2 separate regions of the Mus musculus genome follow, and region 2 is linked to region 1. A link is a contact called in public HiChIP or PLAC-seq data. All regions are on one chromosome and are shown on one strand. Each heading gives the region's core, a stretch centred on a gene start, on an enhancer-like site or on the middle of the called end of the contact. The rest is flanking DNA. Distances are from core to core; before and after follow the strand shown. Region 1 overlaps Arsj (arylsulfatase J). Region 2 overlaps Camk2d (calcium/calmodulin-dependent protein kinase II, delta).

Evidence for each region. HiChIP or PLAC-seq counts read pairs in DNA pulled down with a chosen protein or histone mark.
Region 2: a FOXA1 HiChIP or PLAC-seq map of pancreatic cancer cells shows a contact between it and region 1. The contact joins two enhancer-like sites.

What each region holds. Positions count from the first base shown.
Region 1 is chr3:126,434,626-126,441,776 of GRCm38.p6, reverse strand. Arsj (arylsulfatase J) reads right to left here. Exons shown (of 2, transcript NM_173451.3): 2 at 1,403-3,778. The coding sequence ends at 2,374. Among named protein-coding and RNA genes, the nearest start is that of Gm46823, 30 kb to the left of the region's middle. Within about 2 kb of position 2,121, at least 21 of the 459 cell types and tissues checked have an H3K27ac peak or open chromatin away from gene starts, as enhancers often do. A contact at or near this core is called in pancreatic cancer cells, where this site is marked.
Region 2 is chr3:126,741,507-126,748,155 of GRCm38.p6, reverse strand. All of the region lies in intron 4 of Camk2d (calcium/calmodulin-dependent protein kinase II, delta), which reads right to left. Among named protein-coding and RNA genes, the nearest start is that of Gm15551, 76 kb to the right of the region's middle. Within about 2 kb of position 3,580, at least 46 of the 459 cell types and tissues checked have an H3K27ac peak or open chromatin away from gene starts, as enhancers often do. A contact at or near this core is called in pancreatic cancer cells, where this site is marked.

The sequences.
Region 1 (7,151 bases), core at 872-3,371:
TAAGAATTTATGGTTATTTATGGAGAACAAATAATCCCACCACAATAGGTAACTGGGCTCCCATATGGGTTAGAATTCACAATCTTAATTTACCTCTTTGATCCTTTTTTGGTCCCTCTGCCATTAAGGAACATATAGAAAATTGCATGGTAAGATTCTATGCTTGTAGTAGCAATTTTACATTCTGCCAGAATCCTAGTCCAATATAATGAATTATAAAGAAGAATTTTTATGATAAAATAAATGGCAAAAGGCTATGTAGAAATTCTCATCTCTTGTAATTATAATGCCAAGTGGGCTTTGAAAAAGTATGCATTAGTTAATGTTTTAATGTTTTTGTTTCTTTTTGTTTTTCTCCCAGGGTCTCTATAATCCTGTCTGGCCTGAAAATTGCTATATAGACTAGGCAGGTTTTGAACTCAGGGAGATCCACTGGCCTCTACTTCCCAAGTTATGGGATTAAAGGTGTGCACCAACATGTGTGGATCAACCAAGGATTTTTAAAAAACCTATTGTTCTTCTAAATAGCTGTACTATAACAAAACCTTATATTATGGAAGTCACAACACCATTTTGCATTCTACCAAGAAAGGCCTGTATTGACACTGTTTCTATAAGACAAAACTTCAGGAAATGCTATATAGCAAAATGGAGCATTACTCTTTAGAAACAAAAATAGTAAAATTAAGCATTTTTTTACTCATCTGGCCCATTTTAGTGCAGTTTCAGCGCTAGCTCGAAGATGCATCCACGGGTTCTCAGAACCACAGAGGGCAGCCTCTGTTTTCTTATATTTGCATGGTAAATGATGCAGGCCCTGCCCAACTCCTCCATCACCCCTGTCTGATGGTGGCTCTTAACCACAGTTCCTGCTGCCTGTGGCTCTTCAAGTGTGGCTTCATGCCTTCTGCATTAAGAGAGAACATGGCCAAGAAAGCTTCATGCCAGGACACTTGCAGCTCCATGGCCCTGTGATTAGCTCCATCATCAGAGCATCATCCTTTAATCCTCTCATGTTCCACAGCAGATCTTAAACTAGGCCTCATATAATCTGTATGTTCCATTTCTATTTTTCCCCTACTCTGTACTATATAAAAGAGCAGGGTCATCATAGATATTATTTATCAATAACAGGACACTGTTCTCAGTGCAGTGACCACATGGGGAGAAATCTCTTCATTTGCAAAATCTTTATTTATGACTATGTTAGTACACTACCTCTTCTAGTGCCTATTTGCAAAGATAGTTGCCTGTTTTTAGGCAAATTATGTATATATTCATAATCATAAGTTCAAGTTTAGCCTGGGCACCTAAAAACAATAAAAAGATTTTTATTTGTCAAAATGAATAATATGATTATTTCTGGATGTCTAAAAATTAAATCAGGAAAGCCACACTAATGCCATAAAATAAATCACTTTAATAATTAACATACATAAATAGTTTATGTTGGAGACAGTAAAGTCAAATCAACTCTGTATAACAACAAATTTACAAAATTTAAAAAATATATTCATCTTCTAACATCTAAATAATGGTAAAATATGATGGCTGTAATTTTTCTGAATGAGTTTCCTCTTATATTTTATGAACAAAAATTTTACAGTAACTTATGGTATTACATAACTTAGTAACCTTAAAGAATTGAAATAAAATTCTAACGTAGAACCTAAAAATAAAATAATTAAAATCACTTGTGTAACTCTTTTGAGAAATAAATTAGGCACTTTATATTGAAATTCTTGTTCTATCAAAGTGTTTGGGACGTAGTTACATTCATTTCTGGCAATGTTCAGACACTATCTGCCGTTTCTTTAAGCAGGATAAGATGAGATACAAGCTGTCCACGAAGAGAAGCAGCTTTTTCTCAGAGAACAGGAGACTGCAATACAAAATAGAATTAGCTTAAAAGCCCAAGTTTCATGTGATACATACTATTTTTTTTTTTATTTAGAAGTACAGCTTTTAGACCTTTGAGAGGATACAACCTCTGACGGCATCAAAAGTCATCTTTTTATCATGTTACCCTGTAATTACCCTGCACTCAAGTACACGGTGGGTCACAGTTCCTCTCGTGATTCAAGGGATTCAAAGCATTCTGTTTGGTCAACTCACTCATGATTCATCACGGTTTACACAGACTAGGGATAAATAAATAACTGTGTCCTCCTCCCTGTGTGGCCTGCAGAAGCATAGCCTTTGGCACACAGGAGGGTAGTTTTGTCCATGTGGTAGCCAGGTACCAGAAGTCTCTGGCACAGAGCAATGTGAAAACAAGCCCGAGGCGGTTGGCCGAGGTATTTCTGAGCCAATTTCTTTGAATTACCTAGAAACCAGGCAGTCTAAGTTTAACCAAGGCAGAAAGTTTTGCATTTAGCCAGTGGCAACACTTGGGTGGCATTTTATTGAGGAGTGAGCTGCCAACTGCTTCCTCATCCTTGCCTTACTTTTTTTCTTTTGCATTTTCTTAGCCTTGGTTTTGTTTGACTTCTTTTTCTTGTTTTCCTCTTTATACCACGGACCCCAGACTCCTCCGTTGAGCCTAGGGTTGCTTCTGGGATCCTTCGGGGGGTACCTGACAGGCACGGCAGTCTTGTTGAATTGTGACAGTCTCCGCAGCAGCTTCTTCACGATGCCTGGATACCTGCTGGATAGGTCCACCCTCTCATACGGATCAGCCGTGATGTTGAAAAGCCAGATACTCTTGCCAGTTGACAAGGTAATCCTTTCATTGTGCCACCGGTTTGGGCCCAGATTGCTGAAAGCCTGAGGGGGGACCCAGTCACTGTAGCCAGGATTGCCTGTGAGCAGTTTCCAGTGTTGTACCCGGATGGCCGACTGGATTGCAGTGTTCCAGATCCCATAGCCTGCTGCCCAGGAGCCATTTTTCGCCTTGGTGTAAATGGGGTCAATGTTGTGCAAAATATCCACTCGGGGTGAACGAAGACCTTCGCTTATGGTCTCCCAGATATCGTATCCATCTAGCTGAATGTCTTCATCAATCTGTCCTTCAGCCAGTGAAATCAAGGTTGGGTACCAATCGGTGATGTGCACAAGTTCCTTACATACCGTTCCCTTGTTTTTTAGAAGTGGGCTATGCACAAAGCCAACTGCCCGGATGCCTCCTTCCCAATATGTTCCTTTGCTGCCTCTGAGTGGCCAGTTACTTCCTCCTGCTGTGGGCTGCCCACCATTATCTGAGGAGTAAATGATAATGCTATTGTTATAGAAACCATACCTCTTTAGGGCCAGGGTCACATTGTGGATTGCTTCATCCAAGCAGGAGAGCATGGCTGCGTACCTCCTCCTGTTTATGTTGATAATGGATCTGTAGTGTTCAAAGTACCTGCCAGGGGCTTGAAGTGGTGAGTGGACAGCTTGGTAAGCCACATATAAAAATAGAGGTTTTGTGGGATCATGGGTGGCTAAGATTTGCTGCACTCTCTGCGTGTACATCTGTGTTGAATAGATGCCATTGTCATAGTCCCAAGCTGCATTGTCGTTTTCGTACAAGTCATAGCCACACACCCCAGGACTGTCACATTTGTAGTGTGTATAATAATCACCACTTCCCAAAAGAGAGCCAAAAAAGGTATCAAATCCTCTCTTGGTGGGCATGCAGTCTTTTCTGTAAAATCCCAAGTGCCACTTCCCAACCATATGGGTTGAATAGCCGACCTCCTTTAGCTTCTGAGGTAGGGTTGCATTGTCCAGAGGTAGACAGTTGGGTTGGGTAGGTCTAATGATAGAATGCTGAAGTCCCGTGTGTATCTGATACCTTTGAGGAAAGAGTAAACATTTTGTCAAGGCAGGATAAAAGAGACATTCTTCATACAAATGATTCTTAAGTTAAATAAAGTTTCTGTCAAGATCAACTCAACCCTAAATTAAATATAATCAATTGAGTAGCTCTATTCTATTTCCAAAGTTTTAAGTGGCTTCATGTTTAACAGTTGAAGAGAATTTTCAATACTTAGGAAAGTAAGATTTACCCCTTATCTCAAAGTCTTTCAAAAATCCTTATAAAATTTAATTAAAATAAATGTAGTGTTTTAATTACATGACAGAGTGCTACTAATATAGAGAATAATTCACAGAATTAGAGCATTCACACTAGCTTCTGAATCATATCCTGAGATTATGTATCTCAAACTAACACCAGTGTTCTAGAACACAGGCAGAAATAAGCAAAAATCCCTGGGGTAGCTTGTCAACCAATATTTCACGCTTCATTCCCCAACCCATTGGATCTCTGTGAAAAAGGAAATGGTTTCTGATGCAGAAACCAAACTCAGTGTCTATAGCTAGAGCAGGAGGTTGTTCTTCTAGTTCCACAGGAAGTAAGAGCACTTCTGTTTGCCAGTGTCTCCCTTCCCCAACCCCCTTCCTCCACCCCATCCCTCAGTAAATTGCTTAGAATGTAGTCTAGGAAAGCAGAGTGACCTTTCTATACTGTATTAAAATGACAAGGAAGCTAATTTCCAGCATTTTCCCTAGACATTTTCCCAAGGGATTACCCCCAGAACCAGTTATTATCATATTAAACATATGGGGTTACTGTGAGTCCACTTGCACCTGTTAATTGATGATACTTGAAAACAGAATTGACTGCAGTTATTGGCTATGTTCAAAATAACTTTTAAAATAGAACACAAACACAAAGGCTATTAAAAAATTTAGGTCAAAAATGAAGGTATTCTTGGACTCAACTAAATTGCAAAAAAGAAAAGTAAGAGAGAAAGCCCAAGCTTGGGCTAGTTCCTTCGCAAGAATTTTATTTCAGTTCTTTAAGGTTACTAAGCACTGTAATACCATAAGTTGCTGTGACATTATGCTTGCTTATAAAACATAATAGGAAACTCACTCAGAAAAATTACGGCCATCATTTTTTTGCCATTATTTGAAAGAAGATGTAAGAAGATGATTATATTTTTAAATTTTTGTAAATTTGTTGTTGTACAGAGCTGATTTGAGTTTATTAATTTTCAAAATAAATTATATATATATATATATATTAGTTATTAAAGTTATTTATTTTATGACTCAGTAAATAAAATGAAGACCTGAGTTTAGAACCTCAGAACACACAAAGGAAAAAAAAGATAATCATGGTGGCCTATATATGTAACCTAGCACTGGTGGGGACAGGCAGATCTCTGGAGCTAGCTGGTGAGAAGTTTGGCTGAATCACGGAGCTACACAAATATGTACACACATAGACCTAGTAGAACACACACACACACACATCCCATAAAATGCTCCCCAAAGCAACAATTGTCCACAGTGATGTCATATGTACTTTGGTGTGTTTCAATGCTTAGTAGGCAGTGCGATGCAAGCGTGAGTTCCTGAGTGTTAAATGCATATGGGTGCTGATGAGGGAGTAGGGCCGGTGCTGACCTCATCTCACTCTGCCAAGCTGCATTTGCATCTGCCGGTCACTCCATTTAGCATTAGCAGTCAGCATTTCACATCAACCTCAGTTGTGGGAACTGAAAATGGAGAAACTCCTAAAGACATTTCACAATTCAGAGGGTGTTATCATTGTTCTTGATAATTTTGGTCTCGCTGAGGATCCATAACTATCCTATGTCAGATCACTAGTTTTGTACATAAAAAATTGAGAAAGGCCTACCAATGTAAACTTGAAAAGAATTGAAAGGAACAAAGCATGTATTTGTAAAATTTTACCAATAATTCACAGGACTATGTTATTAATTAAATAATTATCATACATACACCATATATTGATCTGAATGCATATTTAATTCCTTAAAAGGTTAAAGATTTCAAGCCTTTGTAATTAAATTGATTATTTCTCATCAAGGGGTAGAAACAAAGGAAATGATGCTTATAAAAATGTTTGTGGAGGGGAGAGAGGTAAAAAGAGAGGAGGAGAGAGGAGAGAAGAGAGAAGAGAGAAAACTGAAGATGGGGAAGATGTTAGCAGATAAATGACAGTCCAGAGTCAGTAGTAAACCAAGAGGCATCTGCTTCATTCAGAAGATGGGGAAGAGTTGGCAGATAAATCAGAGTCCAGAGTCACTATGGAGTTAAGAAGTTTCTGCTTCTCCAAAAATAGAAAGGTTTCTGTATTGGGAAAATTTGAACCAATAACAGAAAGCTTTGCCAATAACTCATAAGGAATGAGAGAGTTTTCAGGTCATTTTCTCCATCAGTAGTTCTGAGGCTCAGACTACAGGAAAGAGTTAGGAGCAGAATGCGGGACCCTGATTAAGTAGGCAGGTGTTGGAATCTGACGTACCTGGGTTTGGATTTCCACAGTTATCTATGAAATTGGGAGGATTCTTTAACCCTCTGATCTTCAGTTTCCTCATCAGAGAAATTAGGGTGATAGTATATGTTGGGATGTTTGGATCCCAAAAAAGAAGCACAGAGTCTAGGGTGGGGAGGACAGTTAGAAAATGGCAGTTGTCACTATGACCAACTAACAGTGTAGACTTGGTGTGTAATGACATATTTGTAGAACGTTTTATAGTTCGTAGATTGTCTTTCATATGTCTAATTACACTCAATCCTCAGTATTGTAGGGAGAAGTCACATTCAGTATCTTCATTTCATGGCCAGGAAGGCAGAGAGGCAGAGAGTTGTAGTATTTTTATTAACTGCCTCAATTGCCCACCAGACTGTGACCCTGATTTTGGAATAGCATGGCTGTGCCTGTTACTCATTCAGTTCTCAAACTATTAGTTACTACGACTACTTTCTGAAAACATCCAGGGGCAGTCAAAAGTGAAAGATTAGCAAACCAGGTAGTGAGGCTTATGTTGATCACAGAAATATTTGAGATTTTTGCAGAACATTGGGCAAAGGCAAAAAGAAAGTCTTCTCATGTTAGCCTTCACCCTTGCACATGATTCCTCTGCTTCCTAAAACTTTGTTATTTTGTAGGCATAATCAAGATACAGCTAACAGTGGAGGCGACTTAAAGGTACAAATTCTCTTGCCTTAAGATCAGGGGTGATGGAGGCAGTGCCTGCCAATCATATGGAAAGCAAGTTGCTGCTTCTTTTTGTTTCTTCTCCCACCAAGAACACTGGTAGATTGCTTTCATTCAGACAAGAGAGGGATGAAATCTGAGATGAGTTTGCCTGAATATTTGGGGTGAGCATGGCTTTTACTTGACAGCA
Region 2 (6,649 bases), core at 2,331-4,830, 300 kb before region 1:
GCTCAGGTCCTGAGAATTCTGGAAGTGACCAGAGCACAGTCTCCCTTCTTCTTACATGAAAATGCAGGGCTTTGCTGGGCTTTCCTAAAGACCGCCTTGTTCTCCCTTCCTTATGGTGTGCTTCTTTTGCATAACACTTTTCTGTAGCTTCCATTTCAGCATTATTACATGGATATGTATTTTTTTTTTCTGTTCCTAAGTCCATAAAATCTTAGTCCTTGTCTTGATTATCATTCAGGCTACCCAGGTCCCCATTTGCTCCAATAATCCGTGTCCAGCGTTTGGAGTCACATGATGTCCAGAGTGGCCCCTTCTGGGGTAGGAATGAGATTTATTTTCCATGAGTTAACATGGGGCAGGAAGGGCATTTGCTTATGAGTCATTAAGTAAATAAAAGCATTTAAATCTAAGACACATACTTCTGTCTCCTACTGATTTTTCTTTAACTCAGCCATCTTTCCACCTTCATTTATTGAGGCACAATATGCATAGACTAGTGACGATTCCTGTGAACTTTGAATAATATGTTGTTGTGCTGTCATTACAGGTGATCAAGACAGAAAATTCGTAACTAAACATTTTTTCAAAGTCACATATTTTATATATCCCTCCTTGCACTTTTAAGACAGAAGCCAACACTTTAGTACAATATATTTAGTATATTATTACCTTAAACAAAGAACAACAGCAACAACAAAATCTGGGCTGGCAAGATGGCTCAGCCAGGAAAGGTGCTTGCCACTAAGCACCGTGAACTGACTTCTATATCTCTAACCCTGGGCAACATGGTAGAAGAAAAGAATTGACTGCCACATATACATGTCCTTTGCCCTCCACATATATGCACTAGGCCACATTTAGTCACATGTAAGCATCTAGATAAAGAAATAAAATTGTTAGAAATAAGAACCCGAGGCAGGTGGATTTCTGAGTTCGAGGCCAGCCTGGTCTACAAAGTGAGTTCCAGGACAGTCAGGGCTATACAGAGAAACCCTGTCTCGAAAAAACAAAACAAAACAAAAAACAAAAGAAAGAAAGAAAAAAGAAAGAAAGAAAGAAAGAAAGAAAGAAAGAGAAAGAGAAAGAAAGAGAGAAAGACAGAAAGAAAGAGAGAAAGAGAGAAAGACAGACAGAAAGAAAGAAAGAAAGGAAGAAAGAAAGAAAGAAAGAAAGAAAGAAAGAAAGAAAGAAAGAAAGACCTTCCCTTAAATAGTAGCATGAATCTTATATACATGGGTGATTATAAGAAACTAGATGATATTTCTTCTCCCCATTGCCTGGTCACATGATCATTTAAGTAACAGGCACGGACTTCATGAAACAGGTAATGTGTGAAAGAGCAGTGATGCCCAGGAATCACAGCGATTTCGCTTACCTGCTACCCAGGTAAAATGTCGCTTTTACTGTATTTACAGTATACACAGTAGGCAGTGTTAGAAGCTCAGACAGTCTCTGAATCCAGCCCCTACTGCTTGACAAATATGTGCTATTCCATGGCACTCTGCCAGTGGAAATGCCCGGGTGATAATCAGAGGTCACAGCTTTATTTAACACAGTCACACACACCGAATGGGAGGAGACAGACTGTCCTCCCGTGACTGTTCAGCAGCCCTCTGGAGTCCAATCTTGCCTTTAAAAGGTGGGGCTCACCAAGTGGCTTAAAACAGGTCTCATCTTTCATCAAGGGCTTCTAATTTTAAATTGCTGCATGCTAAATTTTCTCTGAACTGTCACCTTGAAGCTCCACCCACTTCGTTCGGATGAACCACTGGTTTTTGATGAGAATTTCCCAGGGCTGTGACTTCCCTGTGTACACTCTGATATGCAGCCTGCACAGGATGCACAGCAATGAGAACGGAATCATCAGCCGAATAAAAGCCTCCATTATCAAGTTTTGGTAGGTTTCATGTAAGAAATTAATCTAAAATATTCTAATATAACTGATACTGCTCTCGGTGATAAAAATAATTCCCTTAGAGAAATTAAAATCAGAATAAATAATTTCCTGGAATAACAAGCAAGAATTCTTCTTTAATGCTACTGTGAAATGCCCTGTAGTGGCATTATGATGAGACAAAACCCACAATAGGTGACATCACACTCATTTACATCTATAAAGGAAACTCATCTCCTTTACAGAGTAGGATTCTCCTGATAACTTTTCCCGGATCCAACATTCTCTAGGAACACTGCCAGCAGGAAAACCCAACCTATTAGCTGCTGTTGAAAGCACTCATGGTTTGAAATGGGACCACTTGGGGATAAAGAATGCAATTTTCGTTTTTATTACTACCGTTAAATGCATATAAAACAAGGGCACAGACAAAATGCACTGACAAAAGCAGGTATCTAACTTGTTTCTTGGTATTTATGTTACCTGGACATGTCCTTTATTCCTACCACGTGCTAATACACGTGGACTAAAGATGGGCATGACAGACTGAGTTAGGGGACTCACACAGGGCGACTGTGTAAGTTGGAGGTCTGGAGAGGACAGAGGACAGATGTTCCTGGGCTTCTTCCCGGGTCCTGATGATCAGGGCAGAAAATCCTGTATAGGCATGTGCTTTTATAACAAGCCTCCTAATTCTGATGAAGCAGCGAAAGGGTGAGTAAGCAAAGAGCCTACTTATTCTCATCTAATGAAAGCAAATCTTGACTGTCACTGTTGCTCCATCCATAGAAATGCATGCATACTTCAAGACCAGTCATGAGCACTGTGGTTTATTAGGTACTAGTTAGGAAGGTGTTTTTCATCCTCTAGACTCCCTGATCTCTTTCAGCTTACCCCCAGTTGCTTCATCATACACAATTGCATCCGCTCCCACCCCTTCTTCTCTGAAACAGTATGATAGGAAAGAAGTCGATACAATTCAAAACTGTGTTTGTTTCCATAGAACTCAGAATTTTTAAACTACAGTAACACTTATCAAGTGCTATTCTCCCTCAAATACTTCTTTGGCAAAGTTTACACCAACAGAGCTATTTAATTCTTCTGGACAATGTGTGATATTGTTATTTTGGTCAAAACAATCAACAAAATTAAGGTTCCAAGAAGCAAAGCAGACTGCTCAAAATTGGAGTAGAAGTAATCGGCAGAAGGGCAGGTCAAACCTACACACTTGATTTCAGGGCTCTGCCTCCTGCTTTACAGCCACAGCACTGGTTCCATATGAATAACAACTGAAGTGGAAAAAGCCACATTAGCATACACAAACAGAATCAAACAAAAGCTGATAGTTACCCCAGACCATACCAGGGGAGGCCTCCTCATATCCTTCCTATTCTATGCTGGGCTGATTTCCCCCTCTAATGTTTCCTCTCTAGTCTCCTAGTTTCTCTTTCTTGCTTTTGCTTCTGGTTTAACTAAGGATTTGTAGCCAAAGGGACTATGTGTGGCTTATGGAGGAAAGCAAGAGGTTCCTTGACAGGATTTTGGCCATCTCAGAGAAACACACAACATGGGGGATGGGGGTGGAGGAGCTTTCTCTCCTAGGGGAAGCAGTGATGGCTCAGTCGCTAATTCCAGAGCCTGCTGAGGCTGGACTCATAGGTGAGTCACTCTCTCTCTCCTTGTCCAAGCAGGACTCAGCAGATGCTGTCCTTGCTCATCGCCTCACTTTGGCCAATGATACAGCTCCAGACTGTACCAGTTATTTTGAACAACTCCCAGTTAAATCTGATGTGTTCATTTACTAATCACCTGACAGTTTTCCATTCCAAGGCAAAATAAAATAAATTAAATAGTTTGCTTGTTCGTTATCTATGGATTAACACCAAGCACTGTTTGAATTTAAAAACTCAAAAATTGAGTAATACATAGGCAATAATAAAAAGATTATATTTTGTTATAATTAAACATGTTACTTAAGGCTTGAAGATGCACTTCTAGAGTGATCTTTTTCCCCATAAACATCACTCTTTGTTCCACTCAAGCCTTTTGCATATTCATTTGTATATACACACAAAGAACCTTTACATTTACAAACATATATATATTATGGGATGCATGTATATAAATCATATATAGACTTTGCATATGATAAAACATACCCTGTTATTAATAGAATTCATAGATGTTATATAATTTCATAATGTTTTTAATATTGCTGTATGCATCTATGGTGGTTTGAATAGTAATGTTCCCTCCCAATAGGCTCATATACTTGAATGTTTGGTCATTTGAATGTTTGTTGGTGCTACTTGAGAGGAATTAGGGGTGTGGCCTTGTTGGAGTAGGCGTGGCCTTGTTGGAGGAAGTGTGTCACTGGAGGGTGGGCTTCTGGGTTTCCAAAGCTCAAGCCTGGCCTACAGTTTCTCTTCCTTTCCTACTGCCTGCAGGTTAAAAGTTTAACTCTCAATGTCTCCAGAACTATGTCTGTTACATGCTGCCATGCTCCCTGCCATGAAGATGATGAAGAAAACCTCTAAAATTGTAAGCCAGCCCTAATTCAATGATTTCTTTTACAAGCATTGCTATGGTCGTGGCATCTCTTTGCAGCAATAGAACAGTGACTATGACAACATCTTCAGTCCTTTCAAACTTCAGCACAGAAAGCCATGAATGGCTCACAAGACAGTTAGGTGAGTAAAGGCAGTAGTGTTCAAGGCTGATGCACTAAGTTTGGTTCTTGGGATCCACAGGATAGAAGGAGAGAATTAGTTCCTCCAAGTAGTCCGCTAACCAGCACACACGAACTCCCAACCACTCTGTCACACAGACATGAATGTATGAATAAATAAATGTAATTTTTTTTTTTTTTTGGTTTTTCGAGACAGGGTTTCTCTGTGTAGCCCTGGCTGTCCTGGAACTCACTCTGTAGACCAGGCTGGCCTAGAACTCAGAAATCCGCATGCCTCTGCCTCCTGAGTGCTGGGATTAAAGGCGTGCGCCATCACACCCGGCTAAATGTAATATTTTTAAAGGCAATAAGGAGAAGAAAATCCATCCAGCAGAAATCCATGGAATTATTTGAGTTCCTATGATAATGACTGAACTAAAAATGCTAAGCTTTGGCTTTATAATACACTTCAGCATAAAGACCATCACCCAGGAAAAATAGTAACAATTACCAATTTTTATTGGTAAAGGTAACTTTTAAATATTGTTTCTCATATTAGAAAAGAAGGTTTGATGTTTCGATCAAGTCTGATAACCAGCACCCATCATTCCCTGTTCTGATTCTCCATTTTGGCAATTCCATTTTCTTCTCTTCCAAGGTAGTTTTGTTCTTGGCTTGTTTTCTGGCATCCTCTCATCTTCTGTAGTGGATTTGGATCTTTTACCTATTTGAATTTCATTTCTGCTGAGCTAACTGCTCTCCATTTCTCCATTGCAAGCCATTTCCCCCTACTCTTGTCCCATGTGGCCTACCCTGCTTAAGTAGCGCACTTCTAGATCAATGGGCTGACAATTAATTCCTCTGGTCACATTAATTGGTTCAAAGAGGGAAAAATACAAGTCACATTTAATATGACTGTTGGTAGTCACTGCACATAGACTCTGGAGTGAGACTTACTGCTGTGTGGTAAGGATCTTTGAAGAGCTGGGGAAAGAGAAACCATGATCAGAATATATTGTATGGAAAAAAAGCATTTTCAAAAAGAGCTCTAATCGCTAAATTGCAGGAGGCATGTGATGAACAGCTATACTGATAAACAGAGAAAGCATATGGGTCCAGCTAAACTTCAGTAGCCTATCATTGGGTGTTGAGATCAAGTATATTTATGAATATTTCAATTACTTAAGAGAATATATATATTTTAACGCAACAGCCTAGGTTGTGAGGCTCAGTTTATCTCTTCTTTCCCCAAGATTAGGGTGAGTCAGTTGGATTTTGTTTGGATAACCTAGGGTTCCCCACCTAATTCAATAAATAAGTTTTCTGGATTTTGTTTGAATAACCTAGGGTTCCCCACCTAATTCAATAAATAAGTTTTCTCCAGTACTAATGACTGAAGGTCTGTAACAACATCAAGTGGTTACAGAAAACTTCCTTGAACATTTGCATGTGAACCAAACATAAGGATGAAATTGAAGTGGAATGTCCATTGGTAACAAAACAAAACAAACAAAGAAAAGCAAAAGAAATGGCAGCACTGTGGTGGCCCACAGCACATGTGTGTCAAACTCAAGTAAGTCTAACTACTTCTAAGGTGACCTCAGGCATATAAGCCACTTCTTCTGTCTCAAGCTCTCCAACATAGATCAGAATTACCCCAACATTATAGAGTTATTATAAACAACAAAATCGACAATTATAATAGTTTGGGAAAGAGTAGTCATTATTAACTATCCAGCAAATGCTAGCTTTTATTAAGGCCAGGAATTCTATTACAAAAACTAAATAAATTCCCCACGATACATTATCTCAACAAGCGCTATTCAATAGCACTCACTTATACTTCCATGTGAGCAAAAATTATTGAATTCTTTTACATAGCTTGGGCCTGCATTTATCAGAGGCCAACTGTATATTATAGTTTTTAAAATTCTCTTTTGCAATATATTATTAAAAAGGAAGAAGCAGGAGAGATGGCTCAGAAGTTAAGAGCACTGGCTGCTCTTCCAGAGGTCCTGAGTTCAATTCCCAGCAACAACACGGTGGCTTGCAAACATCTGTGATGGGATCAGACACCCTCTTCTGGT